Linked DNA regions of Mus musculus: region 1 is linked to region 2. Evidence: chromatin contacts called from public Hi-C data. All regions are on one chromosome and are shown on one strand. Each heading gives the region's core, a stretch centred on a gene start, on an enhancer-like site or on the middle of the called end of the contact. The rest is flanking DNA. Distances are from core to core; before and after follow the strand shown. Region 1 overlaps Pcdh7 (protocadherin 7). Region 2 overlaps Pcdh7 (protocadherin 7).

Region 1 (7,137 bases), core at 3,280-5,779, 120 kb after region 2:
GTCCCTGAAGGAGGAAAGACTTTCAAACTTTAGTGATGAAACTCTTACTGAATAGTATTATGACCTCCAAATTTCCACACTTGTCTTTGGAGTTTGATCCACCCTGGCCAAGAGGGAGGCGGAGGCGAAGGTTAAGCAGATGCTCTTGTGGGTGTACCTTCATTCAAAAGCAGGCCTTCATTCTTTCCTCATACTCAACAAAGACAACACAAAAGCCTAGTTCAAGGGTGTTGATTCTGCTTAGGTGAACAGCAGACATCCTACCTCTGAGCTCTAGGTGTGTTTATCAAGGCCTCAAATAGGCTTGTACCTGCTGTTCATAAAGATTGATGGATGGTGTCCTTTTGGAGTGTCACCTTGAGAAGAACTCTATGGTAGATCAATGTATTGGGAACCTGACCTGGTTGATTACAGAGACATGTTTTGAAGTATAAGGGAGATGGGCACATGCTAGGATTTGCCATTTTTGCCTTAGATGGGGAAAAATGAGAAGTTTGTGGAGAAATGTTAGATCATTAAAGTTAGAGATGTAAATTTGTATAATGGTTGCCATTTTCTAACTGAATGACATTGAGCGAAACTAACTTAGCATTAATTTCTTGTCTGAAGAAATTATCCAAATATTTTGAGAGTAAAATTAATTATATGCAATATACATGAAACAATATTTCTCTTCCATGTATCAGTAATTGAGCACCTAGAGTCTTTTTACAATGGACAGGTGGTGATATACACCAATATTCAACAGCGAATGTCCAATCAGTGAGATGTAAATTGTCACAGAAGTTAAACACAAGCAGTTGCTTTCCATAAGTCTCTGAGAAAAGACGTTCACATTTAACATATTTGTTTTTTAATAAAAAATGTGAGGATATTTGTAAAATGAAATTTCCTGAAATATGGAATTAATTTGAAAGCTATTTTCTCTTGTATTTATTACTACTTCACAGCATTACTTAAGCTGCTTAGGATGGCGACTCAATTTAATTAATGTCCTATTTTATTTTTATTTTTCTACCTCTTATTATTTTATGTTTAGAGCTAAAAGTCACTTTAGATGTAAAAACTATGTAACTATCAGAATTAGATTGGGTTTTATAAACTATTGTGTACTCCAGAGCATATTTTCAATCTGAGTAGATAGGCAAAAATTAGCTCCAAAGAGATCAGATTAATCAAATTTAGAGCGAATGTAAATTTAAATCAACCATGCAGCCCTGCTGTACAGCAATTAACATTTCAAGGTAAAATGAAGTGTGATGAGAGTGAATTCCACTTCTGTGCCGAACTAAAAACATTTTGTTTCCTGGAGTATTTAAGCAAAGAATAGAAGTTTCAAAGAAAAACAATTGTTAATACCCTGGCTTTGACATTTCAAGATATAATCTAAACTTGAATATAATTGCTATTAAAAGGATTTCTATTAAAAAATATCTCACTCTTTCCCTCTTTATAAGCCAGCTAAGGTTTTCTTAGTCTTTTCACTGTTGATAGTTTGGATGGCATAATTCTTTCTCAATGAACTTTTCTATGCATTGTGGTATGCTTAACAGCATTGTTAGGAGCTAGCCATCCACTGCAAGCCTGTAGCAAGTCAATTACTTCCATTGGTAACAGTTGTGGTGCCAATTATATCTCCAGATACAAAGCAGAAGTATATGAAAAAATGTTGGTAGTTTTCTTCATCTCTAAGTCTATCTTGCCTGTTTTTCCTCTCACTATTTAAAAGGGAAAAACAGAATTTCAGAGACCACAGTTCCTCGAAGGAGGGTCTTTGAGACTCACAGAGAAAGATAGTGTGAAGAAAAATATAGAGTTTATCATTGGTAAAAGCAAAGGACTGGAGCATTGCAAGTCCTCTATGAATTTCACCCAGGAGTCTGCATTTTGATAGTTATTCTTGGTTGCCATGGAAATATGTGTGAAGAAATTGGAGAAGTAGAAACAGAGGGTGGAAGGTTGTAGGGGTAGGTGGGTGGCAATAATACATTTGTCAAGTAGTAAAATGTACTCTCTTTTATAATGTTTATTTTTTAAAAAGCTATTTTCAGGTGAAGCAAGTATTGTTATTTGTGCTCTGATTAGGATCTCTCTGGTTCTAAGTTAAGTACCTCACCTAACATCATGAGGAAGCTAGTACCTTGGTTCACTCAAGCTTTATTTCTTCTGCATAGTGACTAGAGAGTAATATTTTCCTTTGATGGCAAAACGGGCTCATTGCTAATCCACAATGTCCACAGATCTGCTGCTGTGGTACTCTGGGTCTGCTGACAAGGCCTGGAAGCTGTAGGTTGCTGCAGTGCCCATGCATAGGCAGTACTATTGCTGAATAGTGGGGATTCTAATTCAATCCACCTGAGTCAGGAGAAACACAACATGAATTAAAGCTTTTTAAAGATGTCTGATTTGTCATGCTCACAACACACCATACAGGTAGTTTCTTCATTCAGCATCCAGTTATTTTTATGCTTCCTAGTTTGCTCCTTTCCTGAGATACAGGTTGTTCATTCTTCCTTGAAGAAGACAGTATGACAGTACATACGTACATGGTGTGACAGTGAGTAAACTGGCTGGACAGTGGCCACTTTTGCTCTCTGCAGTGAACTCATTTTCTGTCCCTGGTGAGAAATCTCCTTTAATAGAAGTTATCCTTAATCACGACTCAAATGATCCTTTTCCTGAAATCTGGCTTCTCTGTCACCTGCTGCTGTCACCTTATTATGTTGAACTGAGACCTGGTCATATGGCAATGCAAATGAATCCCTCAAAGTCGGATGATCTTTTGCTCTGTAGCATGCAGATGATGTTGGTAAACCCACAAAGACATTGCAGTAAGCATTAGGCATAACCTAATGATGTTCTTTCCCTTGTTACAAAGACAGGGGACAGGTAATTTATTGTACACTTAGTCACTCTGAATAGGTCAGAACCATGAAATTTGAGAATCCTTCATTTGAGGCTATCAAGTCGTGGGGAGATTAAATCTACATTGTGCTTTAATCTGCGGGATGGCTGCTGTCATCAGTAAAATGTCGGATCTGTCGGCATAGTTAATGGAAGGGGCACTGTCCTGGTAATCAGCGGCTGCATGCAGTGACAAGTAATTTTATTGAAGTACCAAGTAGGAACTTAACCCTCTTGATTTCTTCCCTTGAACCCATTTTCTTACATTGACTGGAAAGAGGAAATTTTTAGAAAATACAGTGAATTCTATGTCAATTTTAAACAAAATGTTTCTCACCCTTACTCCTAAATTCAGTGCATCTGAAGAATGATGCCTAGAAGAACGAAGAGATTACAAGGAAAAAAGTAATTTTATAAGATTAATATAGACATTCTCCCTCTCCCTCTCCCTCTGCCTCTCGTTCCCCCTCTTTTATCTTGTCTCAGTCACTGCCTTGGTGGTAAGACTTTGTAATATATACATCTTGCTTCTTGTCAGAAGCAAGTTCAGCTCCATCATGTCTGTACAGATATTCATCCTTGCTGTTGATTGATCAAGTATTTATGATAAAGTATGTTCCCTCCCCCCCCCCTTTGAGTAGAAAACAAGGAGAAGGGCAAGTTAATTTTGAACTTATGAAATGGTGTAAGATTATATTGCAAAAGCTTCAACGTCAGACATGAGAGACAGGTGATCTTACAGATGCAATATACACAAGCTTGATTTTTTTTTCTTTCTTTAAAAATTTAAAACCATGCTAGAAACATAGAGAATCACTCTCTTACTGCTTAAGGAACTAAATCTTCACTCAAATTATACATAATTTTTAAATTAGTAACCTTACATGCATATATGTTTTATGACTATATATATATATATATATATATATATATAAATTAAAATCCATATGTACATGGATTTTAATTTGCTTACGTGTGAATCAAGCTGCTTTCTGCAGGCTACGGATAACAGTAGTTTAATGATTGCCAATGTCTAAATCTCTGCCATTCAGAAATTGGATGGTAAGATTTCGTTCTTAATACCAAACCTTAGGATGTGTGATTGTGAAATTGTACATCTACCTCAACTCTACATAATTTTAGAAGCTTTTATTTTCACTATTTAAATCTGAAAATGACTACACTTTGTCAGGCATCTCAGTTGTCAAAGAACAGCGGTAGTGGCTGTGACTCAACCTGGAGGTTGAAACAGAGAGGTAATAAGAGACGTTCTAAAATGAGAAAACAAGGTTAATGGTGATATTTGAATGAAACCTTTTCAAACCCACTGTCAAAACACAACTTCTTTCCCCCTCTTGTTTGAATTTTATGGCAACCTCACTACTCGATTTTTCCTTGTGGGGTGTGCTTTCTGAATGCCTTTCATTTAATAGGCATAGTTTAGAAATCCAATTTTGCTGTCTGCATCAGATCGGTGATACTGTGGAAACCTAACAATTTTAGGCTGTCTGGATGCCTTTTCCATCAGGTAATTAGCATTGTTATTGAGGGTGACATGGGGGAAGTTATCTCGTTCACTCTGAGTGTCTCACTTGCTCTAGACCACAGCCCTTCCACCTTTATAAAGGATGTGGTTTTGCCAACTTCTCTTATTTATGTGCTGCTGTTTCTCATTATAAACTCTTTATGTCTGTCTACAGTCTTTCCTGGAGATTTTATAAGGGCTTCTTGCATGCTCACCGCATGGCTGGGTTAGGAATGGGTGGTCTAAAGAGTTTAGCTTCACAGAATGTTAGAACTGGATCTGAGGCTTCTCTTTTAAAAGAAGAGGGAACTGGGGTTCAGGAAGACCACTCTGAGTTTCCCTGACAATCTACACTTCTCACCTCCTCCCATTTTGGTCTCGTAGCACTAATTCTCCTTCTTTTTTCTATTTTAGAAACATTTTCTTAGGATCTGAAAGAACAATTTATTTATATCAGCTTTTCTTGGAAGAAAAAATTCCCTTGTTTTGTTGAATGTCACAGACTCAACCCATTCTTCTACTATGCACATTAGTTTTGCCCCAAATGTTTATCTTTTGTGTGCATTTTAAATATTTAGGAATTGACCAATGAAGAAAAACAATAAACCTCAGGAAAAATGATGACAACCATTCAAATCCATAGTTCATAATCTGACAAATTTACTTTAAATCATGGCTCAGTGCAATCAGTTAATTATTGATATACACCAAATATCTATAATTGGCCTGCAGTGATTCATACTGCAAAGTATGGCACTCTTCAGGACTGCCATTTCCTATGAGAAGGTGAATATACACTTTGTCCAGTACTTCTAGCCCTCTGGTTTTATATGTACTGTGATGTCAGTGTTCTTCCTGCCTTTTGTCCATTACTCTTCAACTGTACTAGACTTGTTATCCCTTCTGCTAACCATTAAGGTTCCTAGCACATATTTTTTGAAGTCTTTCAAAGAGCTTCCCAGGTTTCTGTGTTTCTTTCTTGTTCCCCCCTCCATAGGATTCCCTTTAGAGTAAGATAAACTTAATTTTATATATCTAGCAAACGATGGAGAAAATCTATATAAAATCTCATTAAAAGGTGGGCCCATAGATAAGTAGTCAGATAAAAGCAAACACGCAACAAACCATTTTTTAATGTCTTTCTGCATACGTTCTGTTAATACCTCAATGGCAAGGACAGGGTCTGTCACTAGGTGATAATGGCAAATGCTGGGACATGGACCCAGGCTAATTAGCTGTTCACTGATTTCTTAGCATTGAGTTAGTGTCCCCGGGGCATTTAATTCTTTGTCTTGTTATTGTGTTGACACTCCACGTGAAGCCTTTTTAAAACTCACATACATTAAATGAGTCGTCTCTCAGAGTGGATTCTGAGCCTTGAAGTATTCCCCCTTGTCACATATTATTTTATCATAGAACAGTGAAGATAAAAATGTATCATCTATAAGGGTTCTGCATTGTGTTCAGAACAGATCCAGACACACTTGCCAAACAGTGCTAATATCTAGTCACTCATGCTAAGCCCTGAAGCTTATTACTAGAGTATTTCCTAAGGAATAACTCTTTTTTTAAAAAATCTTTTCCTTATTTGTGGTTGGTACTTTTGTTGTGGGGACATTAATTTCCCTGTTTTTCTAGTGCATTCTAATTTTTCTTACTTCCTTTGCTTGCGTAAAATTATGATTTTCCTGGTTACTGCCTAGCTAACAAAGACACAAAGTGTCACAGCTCCTACATCCGGGTTAATGTTTTTTTTTTTTTTTTTTTTTTTTTTTTTTTTTTTTTTTAACATTTGGCCAACTTCTTATGTGTCTGCAGATCACACCTATATCAGACAGAGTCCATAATACTATCCTAATCCTTCTGGGCTGCCGTCTGAGTATTTCACATTTTGAACATGTAACTATCTATTCATCCCTTGTATATTCTACAAATAGAGCTCTGATGCCGAAGAAAATAGCGGCTATCCTAGGTAGGAAAGGCAGGAAGTTAAATGGTAGGACTGGGTCAAAACCCAGAAGGCTCTGGCTTCTAGAAGACATGGCAAAGTAGAGGGTTTGGATGAAGTACATGTGAAAGAAGAAGGGGAAAACCTCTCAAAGTGTTGACAGTGCCTTGAGTTGTTCCAAAGGAGAAGGATAGAGAGAACTAAACATTTATTGCCTAACACTGGGGAAGGGGGAGGTCACTCAAAATTTTTCTTAAGGAGAAACAATAAAATTAGTGGAGAAAATAATGAATACAGCCCTTATATGAACATGTATCACATGTCGGAAACTTTTTATGCATCACATCCTGCCATGAGCCTTGCCCCTTCTTTTATGATGTTCACACTGAATGGAACATTTTTCTATAAAAGTAAACATGAAATAGTCTTAATGCTCTATTTATATAATTATCTCCAATATCTCAAAATCACTCTGAAAATTCCTCTTTTGGTTACCACCAGCATATGTGTGTCCCTACCTCACACTTAGTGTTACCATAACACGCTTGTTGTGCTTCATAGCCATTATGAAGACATTATGAAGCTGGTAGAGACACGGTTACTTTCTGCCTTTGGAAGATTCCCTTGTTTCTTTTTTTTTTTTTTTTTTTTTTTTTTTTTTTTTTTTTTTTTCCATTTTTTATTAGGTATTTAGCTCATTTACATTTCCAATGCTATACCAAAAGTCCCCCTTACCCACCCACCCCCACTCCCCTACCCA
Region 2 (7,289 bases), core at 2,298-4,797:
CAAATGTATAGCTCAGTCTTTATATGGGTCCCCTAACAAGTCCATAAGTGGCTGTTGTGGTCTCTGGTCCCTGCCATTGGGTCCCCTTCCCCCTACCTGATAGGACTTCCTTAATATGACACTGTAAAATACTCTGAGAGCTTGCTTGTATTCCTTTCCTGAGAGATGGGAGTTCTCTGAGATTCAGGCCCCCTGTCGTGTTGGACAGAGTCTGTCTTTTCCACTTGGCAGTGTGGTTTATGCTCCTGGGTTCAGTAACAAATGGACAGTTCTGTTTTCTACACCTTCATTCTTGCTTCTCTTGTAAACCTCAAACCTATGAATACTCTGAACCAATGCCAGTGTTTAAGCTGAGCACTGAACAGGTTTCAGACAAATTTGAGCGAAGGATTAGTAAGGTTTTGTTGTTGCAGTTGTTCTTGTTTTGTCAACTTGACACACCTTAGAGTCATCTGGGAAGATAGAATCTAAAACTGAGGGAATGAATGCCTTTATCAGATTAGCCTGTAGGCAAGTCTGAGGGGGGCTTTGTCCTGATTAATGGTGGCTTGATAGAAGTTGGGTAGAGGTGGGTTGCTCAGCCCACTGTGGGCAGGGACAACACTCAGCCACTAGTGTTGGAATGTATTGAAAAGCACCTTGGGCTTCCCTCGGAAAGTAAGCCAGTAAATGTCATTACTCTAAGATCTCAGTTTCACCTCTTGCCTAGAGTTTATGCCTTGGACTGAACTGAGCTCTACTGTGGGTGAAATAAGTCCTCTTCTCTCCCAAGTTGTTTTTTGGTTATGTTATTTAACCACAGCAATAGAAAGCAACTGAGGACAAGGGCCTCAAAGAACCATGCAAGCATATGGGTTGTCAGTATTTTTCTGGAACTCCTTATCTGTGGCAAAAATAGATGTATGTACTCCCAAACACAGACACGGATGGATCTCTGTATCTGTCAATTTGTATATTTCTGCAGATATTATTCATTTTCTATGCCAACTCAGACTTGCACACAAACGTTTCTGTTTCCACCCTACCCCGTGGCATGGAGTCATTTTAAAAAGTGATGTGCTGGCATATCTGGATAGAGAAATAAAGGTGCACTGAATCTACAGAGAAAAGAAGTCTAGAAGTGGGAACCCAGCAGTAGTTGAAGGAGCTAAGCAGTGGAGTGAACACAGGCAAGTTTGAGCTATTCCAATGCTCTCCCTTGGACTTTGGAATGCCCCGAAGAGTTCCCCTTTTAAAATGTAAATGACCTCTGTGGGAGTTTGGTTGGGCTTTTAGCACACCTGGGTGTAAATTGCTTTAAGCAGATAACTAGGTCAGCACATCCCAAAGATCAATAGTCCTTAAGAAATGGAAATTTTGATTAGGGCCTTAGGGAAGAGTGGTAGGGCTGCTGGAGCCTGAAAGGGTGAGAACTCACTTAGAGCACCCAGTGTCTGTAACTCTTAACTAGAGTGTCCCTCTGGGGTGTGTAAAGAAAGAACTCATTAAAAACCCCCAGTCTCTCTCAGTCTCCATGTCTCTGTCTGTCTCTCTGACTGTCTCTGTCTGTCTCTGTCTGTCTCTCTGCCTGTCTCTCTCTGTCTCTCTCTGTCTCTCTCTGTCTCTCTCTGTCTCTCTCTGTCTCTGTCTCTCTCTGTCTCTCTGTCTCTCTCTCTCTGTCTCTCTCTCTCTCTCTCTCTCTCTCTCTCTCTCTCTCTCTCTCTCTCTGCATGTGTGTGAAGTGTTAGAACTCATTTAAAGTAACCAATGTCTGTCTGTCAATCTCTGTGAAGGGTGAGAAAGCATTTAAAGTACTCAATGTCTGCAACTCTAATTTGAGTCTTTCAGTGTGTGTGTGTGTGTGTGTGTGTGTGTGTGTGTGTGTGTGTGTGTGTACATGTACATGCATCTATGTTTAGTTTTTTGTTAGAATTTGTCAGAAAGAAATGTTCTGATCTGAAAAAGGCAACTGTCTAGGTTTTTGGAAGATGAATACCACTAAATGCCCTTTCCCCTTGTTTTGACAGCATCCAGCTTAACTGCTGTATTCTATTTATTGTCGTCTTCTTATTTTGGGGGACAAAGAGTGCAATGGGGAGTGCTAGAAAAGAATAAAAAATGCTTCCTGCCAGTATGCCCACGTTCCTCCTACCCTCCTTATTCTGCTAGTATAGGGAGGCAGTGCCTACTTATTGGGGTTTTGTAAGCATGCATTTGTTTCTTTTCCTGATTTTAACCTGAGGAAGCTGAATTTAAAGAGGATAATAACATTTATTTCAACATTGGAAGAAACTTCAAAGGGAATTCTTCTGACAAAGGTTTGTAGATTGTTCAGAGCAGGTTGAATGCACGGGACTCCAGCTGTCTCCACTCTGGTGAAGTGGACTAAATACACCCAGATTTGAGAGACAGTAGAGGTGAAGTATCTTAGTAAACTAATGAAAAGTAAGAAGTACACGCCTTTAATGAAGAGTGCAGTGCCAATTCTGTAGCGTGATAAGCCTTGTAGACTGAACATCATCATTGTTTTATAGTGTGTAGATACTATAAATTAGGATTTTTTCATTTATAGAAATTTGATTCTAGTGTGTCACCTGTGTAGGCTAGAAGCTTTTATTATTTATTTGTTTGATTCTTTATTGTGGTTTGGAGGATCTAAAACCCAGCACCCTTTGACTGCTAGCCATACATATTTTATTATGGATTCCTGGTCCTAGAACAGTGATTCACTCCACAGTCATTGTTAATTTTTTTTCTCAGTTCTGGCTGGAAATGAATAGCTTGCCTACCAATTTCTAGGTTAAATCCTCTGAAATTCTAAGTTTGCTTTAGTAGTCTACTCCTAGTCTCTGGAAAAATAGAAATTTTTTACTGGTTGAGGCAGTGAGAAAACCTCACCCTCCAGTCCTGACTGACATATCCACAGGAAAGTCGTCACTCATTTTACACACTAACCTCTGCTCTGGTTACACAGGAGTTTATGGGAGTGACATGGAACATTTGGGACTTTCTTATGCACCCTCATGAAGGACGATACTGTTTCTAGCTTGCCAGGAGGTTGTCTCTCTTTTGAACGTACTTTGACACTTGGGAGGGCTTTCATTACATTTAAGAAAATGCTTCAAATACATTTGTCCTCATCAGTTTGACCCTCTGCTTGTTTGTTTCCATGGCTCCTTTTAAAGTAGGACTGACTGATCTTGTACAGAGAGACAGCTGAGTGTAGCCCTTACACATGCCAGGAGGAACTAGCTGTTGTCAGAGAGACATCAGAGTTGTTGCTCTCTCCCTGGTAATGAAAGAGGTGTGATGGCTGATGCTATAAAACAGGTAGTTCAGAGGAGCCTCCAGCTAATTGAGTATATCCCTGTGGCCCTGTTTTGATTCCATCACTTCTTAAATCCATCATTTTCTCTTGACCGCAATCTTGCTGGGACCTTTTCTGCCACTTTATGTCCAGCATCTAAAATTAAGGGCTGCTATTTACTGAAGCTTTACCCCGTACCAACCACTAGCCCGAATGCTGTGTTAGGGTATTAATGCTCTTTCCCTTACTAGAGGATTGTGGTTTAGGTATCTGCTTGCCACACAGAAGCAAGGGAACAAGCCACATCCTCTCCTGTCTACCACTTCCTACTAATACCCCCTCACAACTTGCTCCCAGTGGACGTCTCTCTCCATATCTGAAGGTCTGCATTATTATAGCAGTAATGGTAGACTTCAATTTACAAGGCAAACCTTTAAAACGTTCGGTGCTTCTTTTCTACTCCATAATATCTGCTATGTATTTTTTTATCAGTTGTCTGTGTGCTTGTGTGTATCTGTGTGTGTGTGTGCAGGCACATATACCTGCATTTACATGTGCAAGTTTGTGAGTGTGCATATGGAAGCCAGAGAGCAACCTCCCACATCTCTCCTCGAAACAGTACCACCCCCTACCCTTTTTCTATTGGTATTGGTCAAGGAGTTTCAAGACATCTGCCTGTCTCTGAATCACTACTGATGGGATTATAAACCTGTCACTGCACATGACAATATTATTTTTTTCTTTTTTAGGGTCCTGGCAATTGAATTCTAGTCCTGATATTTTGAGGACACATAACTTTTCTGTCTGAACTATTTTCTCCGGCCTATCAACAGTCTTAATACTTTGTATGAGTCTTCCCAGGTTGCTATTACAAAATACTGCAAACTGGGCACATTGAACGCTTAGAGTTAAATTTCATTTTCTCTGAAAAACTTAGATCAAAGTGCTGGTCAGTGTGGTTTCTGGGGAAGCCTCTCACTCAGCTTCCAGCTTCCATGTAACTGCCTGCGTTCTCCTTATTCCTCCCATGCATTCCCTCTGTGCATGCACAGACAGAAATCTCTATGCCCGCTTCTCTGAGAAAAACACTAGCCCTTATCAGATGAGGACCATAACCTTCAGACCTCTTTTAACCTTAAATGCCTATCTGGAAGTACTGACATTCCACAGTTTATGATTTTAATAGATGGACTCAGAAATGCACAGTTCTGTCCATAGCAGAGTTCATTCTTGGTCTTCAGTAAGACATACCAGACTGGACTATAAGCATTTGCATGTCTGCTAATTGTATTTAGTCTTTATATTCAGAGGAGCACGTGCTTTCCTCTTTTCCTGTCAAGAGGAACCTCAAATATGTTTTACAATGATGAAAGATTCATATATGTGCTTTATCTCTGTGGAAAAAATATGAATCTATAATGTGTATGCATGCACATACATTTTTTAAATACATTTCCCAGTTTCCTACATCTAACATCTCATGCATATCATTGAATATTTCTGCAGCATCTAGTTTTCATTGAGATTTATCATTTTAGTTATTTTTAACATTTTGGTTATTTTACTTTTGCTAGCCAGTAAGTGTATAAAGGTATACTAATGAATAAAATAGCAGTATCCACCCAAAAGAATCCAAAAATGTAAATTATTTTTAATGGCAATATTAACACTTAGAAGCAACCATCTATTTTTTCTTAATCATTAAATTCCAAATGAAAAGCAGGAGTTAACTCTCTTTCTGTCAGCATTCCTAGGCAAAGAAACAAAAGAGCTGAGCAAGCCTTTCCTAAGGAGTACTTTTTGGGCCTCTAAGGCTGGTTGGACATTTGACCTCCAACATTTAAAAATGGAAAATGTAATATTCTTCTGTGCAGAGAAATGGTAATAAATAGTGCATGAACAGAAGCGGACTTACAACGTTGCGTTTAAACCTGCTTTTCAGGATATTTAATTGTTGATCACAAAGGCAAAAATCCTTCCAGAGATAACATTTCTGGTGTCCAAAATCAGTCATGGTAAGGTCTGTTTCTTCCAAACCAATACAACAAGGGGTCAGAAATAATAAAATTAACTCCTCTATGTTTGCTGGGTTTTCCTTTCTTGTTATGTTTGTAGCATGAAATTCATGCTTATGTGTATATGTGCATGCAATGTACATATGCATAGGTGTATACAAATATATACTACCCATACAAAGGTAATACAGTTAATGTTTCAGAGAACAAATGTTCAATGCTAACATCTATATGCTATTTAAGTTCTTAGTAGCAATCTAGGTACTTAGCAAATAGAAATGACAGAAAAGATGGGGGAAAAAAAAGTCTTCTTCCAGGGCATCCTTGGAACACTATATAAATCACAATAGCTAAGTTTAGGTTGCACATTATATTCTGGCCATTGAGTAGTATGTAGCTTGCCTGTATGTAATCATCAGTTGATCACAACAGCCACAAAGTCTAACTGATAGTTATCATTATATTGTGGACAATGGGTGTGGTGAGTAGGAGAGTTACTTACTAAGGGTGACTTACTCAGTCACATAGTTTGTAAAGTGCAGAGCTACAGTTCAAGTACAGACACTTTAGCTACAAAAGGCCACATTCGCAACTACTGTGAAGTACAGGAATCAGCTCTGCATTATAGACAACTAGTTTCATGAGACTGAAATTGCATTCGCTTGCTTTGCGGCAAGGCTTCAGTGATATTCTAACCTTGCAATTTTGACACCTTTTATTATGTTCTTGAAATTAGGTCAGTCGGTCCATTTGAAAAAATAGTACCACCTTAAACCTCAATCAAAGTGCAAATTATAGGATGGGAACTTGTGTGTTAGACAGAGGTATTCTCTTTTTTTCTTCCCTCAGCCTGGTCTTAAAATTTTCAGAAATACCTCATCACAAGCTGTTGTTATTTTAATATTTTCCAATTCATTCTCTATTCACAAAGTGTTCTGCATATCATTAGTGCAAGTAGAAGAAACAAATTCATTAATCTTCTGTGAATTGCCATTTGATGCAAGATAGGAAATGCCTTCTAATGAAGAATAAAATTTTGTTAACTTTTTGTGAATCAGCGCTTTAGAAAAATAAAATGTATATTTTCCTCTTGAGGTTTCAAAAGCAAAGGGAAAGGAATTAGTTACAAACTATTTGTAATAACGAATTCTTCTGTTTCTTCAAATAAGTACTGATTACACGTCATGAAAATGTAGTTGCATATCTGTGGGCGGGGGGGAGACATTCCAAATCCTCAATGGATTCCTGCACTATACATGCATGTCTTGTGTCATGCATGCTGGTGGGGTTTGAATATTTTCGCCCCCATCCTAACGGATAGTGTGTCGAAGATGTGGTCATGCAGGAGTGTGCACAAAAAGTCTAAACTCAACAAAGGATAAATCCATTATTGGATACATAATTTGATGGCCATATTAGGAAGTGGCTGGACTTAGGCAGTAGATGTAGGTGACTAGGGGCATGTTCTGGCCTACTACCTTGTTTCTAGTTTCTTTCTTCCACTTGTCTTTGCCTCTTATCTTGTGTGAGGTAAGTTGTTAGGTATCATGGCATATACTCTATCATAATATTCTCCCTCAGTACAGGCCCATATACAATGGAGCCATATGACCATACACTGAGACCTTGGAATCCAGAAGTCCAAATGAACATTGCCCTACTGTTCCTTAAGCATTTTTGTCACAATGATATATAGTGACTAACATACATAGTTACTCCAACAAAATATAATTAATAAATACATATAGTAAGCTGAACAAAAATAACAAATGATGATACAAAAGGATTATAAGAATATACAGTAACAAAGCATATTTAAAACTACAAACATTTTACTTTTGGGATGGTCTTGTAAGATTACCCGACTGTTGCTCACGATGATCAACTGAATCTACAAGAAAGAGCTGCTGTTGCATACCCTTTTGGTAGTTTAAAAATTCATCAGTTTTTATTTAAAATTTACATACATTTGTACAGAACATCTAAAC

Evidence for each region. A called contact is a pair of places that touch in the nucleus more often than the background predicts.
Region 1: a contact with region 2 is called in a Hi-C map of the HPC-7 cell line, with 2.4 times the contacts expected there. The contact joins two enhancer-like sites. A contact is called at or near these places in 5 of 39 promoter capture datasets (the 3T3-L1 cell line, the HPC-7 cell line, HPC-7-derived erythroid cells and 2 more), 10 of 484 Hi-C or Micro-C datasets (the HPC-7 cell line, the Patski cell line, adipose-derived mesenchymal stem cells and 5 more), 3 of 115 datasets of contacts at active chromatin or transcription factors (astrocytes, fibro-adipogenic progenitors and stem cell-derived neural progenitor cells) and 2 of 9 other capture datasets (adipose tissue and pancreatic islet).

What each region holds. Positions count from the first base shown.
Region 1 is chr5:57,853,007-57,860,143 of GRCm38.p6, forward strand. All of the region lies in intron 1 of Pcdh7 (protocadherin 7), which reads left to right. Among named protein-coding and RNA genes, the nearest start is that of Pcdh7, 140 kb to the left of the region's middle. Within about 2 kb of position 4,530, at least 12 of the 459 cell types and tissues checked have an H3K27ac peak or open chromatin away from gene starts, as enhancers often do. A contact at or near this core is called in the HPC-7 cell line, where this site is marked.
Region 2 is chr5:57,732,349-57,739,637 of GRCm38.p6, forward strand. The region is part of intron 1 of Pcdh7 (protocadherin 7); the gene reads left to right. Among named protein-coding and RNA genes, the nearest start is that of Pcdh7, 18 kb to the left of the region's middle. Within about 2 kb of position 3,548, at least 16 of the 459 cell types and tissues checked have an H3K27ac peak or open chromatin away from gene starts, as enhancers often do. A contact at or near this core is called in the HPC-7 cell line, where this site is marked.